2 separate regions of the Triticum aestivum genome follow, and region 2 is linked to region 1. Evidence: chromatin contacts called from public Hi-C data. All regions are on one chromosome and are shown on one strand. Each heading gives the region's core, a stretch centred on a gene start, on an enhancer-like site or on the middle of the called end of the contact. The rest is flanking DNA. Distances are from core to core; before and after follow the strand shown. Region 1 holds the start of LOC123061337 (egalitarian protein homolog). Region 2 holds the start of LOC123058346.

What was found. Hi-C and Micro-C count contacts between places; a contact is called where the count stands out from the background.
Region 2: a contact with region 1 is called in a Hi-C map of leaf, with 5 times the contacts expected there. The contact joins the promoter of LOC123058346 here to the promoter of LOC123061337 in region 1. A contact is called at or near these places in 2 of 5 Hi-C or Micro-C datasets (both in leaf).

Annotation. Positions count from the first base shown.
Region 1 is chr3A:376,103,004-376,105,703 of IWGSC CS RefSeq v2.1, reverse strand. LOC123061337 (egalitarian protein homolog) reads right to left here and starts at 1,304. Exons shown (of 10, transcript XM_044484402.1): 1 at 1,122-1,304; 2 at 264-424. The coding sequence starts at 1,167.
Region 2 is chr3A:376,434,614-376,437,449 of IWGSC CS RefSeq v2.1, reverse strand. It overlaps LOC123058346, which reads right to left and starts at 1,319. Exons shown (of 2, transcript XM_044481093.1): 1 at 635-1,319; 2 at 1-486. The coding sequence starts at 746.

The DNA of each region.
Region 1 (2,700 bases), core at 55-2,554:
AATAAAATAAGAGGGGTTAGGTACACTAAGTCTAGGTTCATCAAAAGGACTTGCGTGGGTAGATCATGGCACTATAAGGTAATGAAGCAGCATTTCAAGTAAGACCATTGTAATGTGGGGTCAAGTGAGGGCATAATAATTGTCCGATGTAGGACAAGGTTGTCTCATGACAGTTTATGATAGCCACAATTCATCCATGATGAAACAAAAGATTGCAGGAGTATAAAAATATTCCATGCCACGTGGGATTCAGTTCAGCTCACCTGCATGATACAGAGAGCACCATGGCGGCAAAGGTCAACACCTTCACAGTCAAATCCAATCACCAATTTCTTGGCAGCAGAGGGCTCAAGAAACTCGACTGGGAGTTGACTAGGTTTAGTGACAACATGAAAGGGCAGGGATGGCAATTCCGCGTTATTCCCTGCAAAAGAACACATCGAATTACAAGTAGAAACAAAATAGTTCCAGTTCATAGGTGCTTGCACACAAGCAAACACAATAAGTTCTGAATTTCTAACCAAGGTAACATAGTATTGGTTTAGCTAGATGCAGCCTAGTTTCCTCACCAATCAGGAAAAGAAACATTTTAAAACCACTGTGTTCAGCACAATCGCCTTAGTTCAGTATCTCATATACAAGAATATTGTTGGAATAAAAGCAAGGTCTAGCCTGATAGATCAATACAGGTATTGAACTCTAAAGGACAACTAGCGCACGAACCAAAGCAGAATCAAACAGAAAAGAAAAAACCACCGACCATGAATCCTTCCACATGCTACTATTGCCCAACTCTTTATTGAAACCATTGATCAATAGAGGCAAAATCCAGGCCTGCAAATCAACCTACAGGGAACGGAAGCTGCACGAGTAGCAGCTACAAGTCCCAACATTACCTGCCCTAAAACCCTAGCTAGGACTAAATCATGACGCGAAAACACGAACTAAAAGGGCGGGGTAAAGCAGAGATATAGCAAAGCGTAGCGATTAAACGTGAACTCCAAGAAACCCTAAGTTCGGGCGACGCGCACGCGCACGCACCGAGCGGAAGCAGCGCTACGCTCCGAGAGAGAGAGAGAGAGAGAGAGAGAGAGAGAGAGAGAGAGAGAGAGAGAGAGAACCTGCGGGGTCCTCGCCGTCGGCGGAGTTGGGGGGATGGGAGGCCATCCCTCGCCCCTCCCGATCGCTGACCGGGAGAGACAGGACGCGGACGCACCGGCAACGGAAGAGGGAATGAAGAAAGGGGACGGGGAATCGTCTGGCCCGGCGGCGTCAAGACTATACTAGTACTACTGGTAACTGCCCGTTGCTCCGTCCGACTGTTTCAGTACTGTGCAGGTTGGACTCTTTTTCTGGGCCTGAAGCCCTCAGCCAAATCTTGCCAAATGGGCTGGCCCGGCCTGTGTTATACGGGCCAGGCACGGCACGGCCCACCCAGGCATGCTATTTTTTTAAGGGTTAGGCATGCTTCCCAGGGAGCTCCTAGTCAGCACCTTTGGTGCCAACTGGGGGTTCCAGCGCCCGCACAACTACAGTCTTGGTGGTCGCTCAAAAAACAAAAAACTACAGTCTTAGTCCTGGCCCAAAAGCGGGGGCGCGTTTCGCTGGCTGCCTGGCTGGGGAGCTCCTAACCGGCGCCTTCAGCGGCGGTTTCAGCGCCCAGGCATGCTATTTTTTTAGGGTTAGGCATGCTTCCCAGGGAGCTCCTAGTCAGCGCATTTGGCGCCAACTGGGGTTCCAGCGCCCACACAACTACAGTCTTGGTGTTCGCTCAAAAAAACAAAAAACTACAGTCTTGGTCCTGGCCCAAAAGCGGGGGCGTGTTTCGCTGGCTGCCTGGTTGGGGAGCTCCTAACCGGCGCCTTCAGTGCCGGTTTCGCGTTCTGGCGCTCGAAGCGTCGCGCTACTGGGCCGGCCCAGGTGAGCTTCGACCATGACGCGAAAAAAATAAACATGAAGAAAAAGTACGAAAGCTGTGTATTGAACTCAAGACCACAGGTATTATTCTCCACTAACGCGACAACCAACAGACCAACCATGTTTTGTTGTTCTTTAACTAGGAAAACGTTCTACTTAACCGTTTTTAGTGAAACATTAACATAAATTTGAAAATTAGTTGAAAAGTTCATTGATTTTGAAAACGAGTTCAGCATTTTTTTAAAGTTCACAAAATTTAAAAAAATTCATCATTTTGAAAAAAGCTTCATCGGTTTTGAAAAAAAGTTCGTCAATTTTTAAAAAAAGTTCATGGAATTCGAAAAAAAAAGTTCATCAAAAATGAAAAAAGTTCATCAGATTTGAAAAAAGGTTCATCGTTTTGAAAAAAAAGTTCATCGAATTTGAAAAAAGTTCATCAATTTTGAAAAAAAATCATCAAATTTGGAAAAAGTTCATCAAAAATGAAAAAAGTTCATCGGATTTGAAAAAGGTTCATCAATTTAAAAAAATAGTTCATTGAATTTGAAAACAGTTCATCAAAAAAAAGTTCATTGGATTTGAAAAAAGTTCATCGATTTGAAAAAAAAGTTCATTGCATTTGAAAAAAGTTCATCGATTTGAAAAAAAAGTTCATCGACTTTGATTAAAGTTCGTTGAATTTGAAAAAAGTTTACGCGTTTAAGGAAAGAAAGAAAAGGAAATGAGAAAAGAAAAAGGAAAAAGGAACAAGAAAAAGAAACGTCCAGAAACTGACCAGCGAAC
Region 2 (2,836 bases), core at 70-2,569, 330 kb before region 1:
CGTTATTGCCGGAGTCAAAGGCCGCCGCATCGACGACGCCGGCAGCCGCGCCTTTTGGGAAGGAAGGTGCCGCAGGTACAGTAGCCAACGTGACAGCTCGTGCTGCTGGTACGAGGTCGTAGTCGACAGGCATCCCCATCACGCCCTGATGGCGATGTTGATGCTGCTGTCGCTGCAAGACAACCCCGTCAACCTCAGCGTAGGCAGGCGTGACGGGTGCCGTCCCCGTAGCGCCGAATGCGAGGCTGGCCGCCTCGAGGCCGCCGGCCATCGGCTTGCCACCTGCGCACGGCACCTGGATGCCTTGCAGCTCCATGATCGCGGCCGCGAGCGCCTCGTCCAGCACCAGCCTCTCCAGCACCGTCATGCCGCTCCCGTCCACAACATTAACGACATCACCGGCCGCGCCACCGTCTCCACCGCCGCTGTTCCACGCGCTCTCGCTTAGGATCATGTCGTTGCAGAAGCCAGGATCCATCTTGCCACCTACTAATAAGAAATCGGATATGAGCTATACATCCAAGTAGCTAGCGAGGCTCTGATCTGTCTGAGGCCGATCTGACGAAGCACATGCAACTACCGACCCAGCAACATGCATATGCACAGATGAGCGCATCGATCAAATGGCGCGTACCTTTAATTAATGGGACGCAAGTAAGCTGAGGAAGAGGGGAGCACTCTGCCGCTGTTGCTGCTGCTGGTGGTGGTGGTGATGGTAGGCTAGCTCGTTGCAACAGAGGGAGCATTCGCGCATTAAACGCTAGCTCACTCGAGGAGGAAGATGCTAATGGCGCAATAAGACAAGATGCCTGCAGTGTTGAAGCTACTTTTAGGGCCCTGCGCGCAGCGTGTGTGTGTGTGTGGTGTGCTCTCTCTAGCAAAAGGCTGCAGGCCGGAGGGGAAAGCAAGCAGGCTCTTATAAAGAGGCAGGCCAAAGAATAGATGGCCTATGGCTATGGTGGTATACTGTACTGTCTAGTTAGTACACACAGTTGTATACCTTTTACTACTAGTACACACTACACAGCACACTACCTCATCGATGGTCCTCACGCTTGACACACTGTGTGTGCAGTGCAGCGATGCACACATCTAGGCTCTAGCTATAGCCACAGCACAGCTAGCTACTGCCTATTATCACTCACTATGGTATGCCTGTCATATTAATGCTCTTGATTGTGTGGGTTCTGAAATATAAGCTTGCTAACATGCCTAGAGCTTTTAGTACTTACCGGATAGCAGGGTACTGCTCTCTTCTCATATGCCTAGGGTTGTGTAGGTAGGGGATAGCGCTCAATTATACAAGTACTAGTACTACTGGTACATTAGTTATTTCAAAATTTATCTAGAGGTAAGTTGCCGGGTTTTACAATTTGGGTCAGTCAGAAGGAAGCATGCCAGGGTGAGCATAGCGAGGACCGGGGCGCCGGCAAGGCATTAGCCAGGAAGGAGCCGTAGCCGGCGATGTGCAGGCGGAGGCGAGTCCAAAAGGTTGACGGTATGGGGAGCAAGGGGGTGTGGGCTCGTAGGAAATTCTAGTGGTTCGCCGGTTTAGAAGCATGGCCAGGGCTGGGGCTAGCGCAGCGGTGAGTGGTGGTGAGGGGAGGGTGGGCGGCGAGGCTGGTGCGAAAGCGCCGCCGGCCGCAGGCTATAGAGGCAGGCGGTTAGGCCGGTGGTCGTGGCAAGTCTTGAGGAAGAAGATGAACTAGGAGATTGGGAGGTTGAAGAATACCACTCTTGACCATTCTTTTTTGCATCGAACCATCAAGAACTAATCGACTAATTTAATTTATTTATTCCAGTCCGCTGACTCCTAGTACTCCCTTCGTCTCAAAAATAACTGTTTCAACTTTGTATCAAGTACTAACTTTAGTATAAAATTGTATTTAAGTTGAGATACTTATTTTGAAAGGGAGGGAGTATAGTATTTGTGTGTAAAGCATTACAATCCTATAATCTAGGGTGAGAGATTTCTTTGGATTATATGTAGTACTTCAATTGACATCTGAGGAGGGAGAACCTAAAAAAAGTCTTTCACTAATTACTTGCTAGCTGCATCTGGGTGTTATGATTTGATTATGATCAAGTGTGAGAAAGAGATATAGGAGATCAAGTGTGAGAAAGAGATATAGGAGATCAGTGACAGGGCTGGCTTTGAGCTCATGAGCACCACTGCCCCTTGTCGTCTGCGTATAAACTACACGCAGGCATGTGTGCATATGTGTGCAGTGCATGCATTACTTGCTCCTAGCTTAGCCAGCCTAGAAGTGACCTTGTAGTAGTAACTGTCAGGAGAGCAAAAAGATTTTCACTTTTACTGGCAGCTTTAACTTTGGGCACTTTCATGCATACATGTATGCTAGCAGCAGCTAGTGTATGTGGAGTGTATTAGTAGAGTAGTAAGGAGTACATACATGTAGCTAGCCAGCTATGCTAGGCATATGCACGATGCAGCTCTGGGGGGAGGAGGATGTGATAGAGCTACATTACATTGTTAAAACTGGAGCTATCCTTCGTAGCAGGTACCTATCTTAGGGCAACCCCTACGGATCATCAAAAGGGACATCACCAAATTTCCACCCATGGACTTTGGTAGGAGAGCTAGTCATTCAATCTGAGTCACTAAGGGTGCGTTTCGTGGACGGGAACTCGACGCTCTCGGTGGCAAATTTTCGTGTTTTGCCCCTTTTCTGATATCTATTCGAGATTTGATCCTGGTTTGAAAAAAAATCGAGATCTGACCCTTTTGCTATCGTCAGGGTCCATGGCGGTAGGGTGTAACAGCCTACTGCTAGGAACCTTGACGGTAGGAAACATCCCTACCGCCAAACAGAAT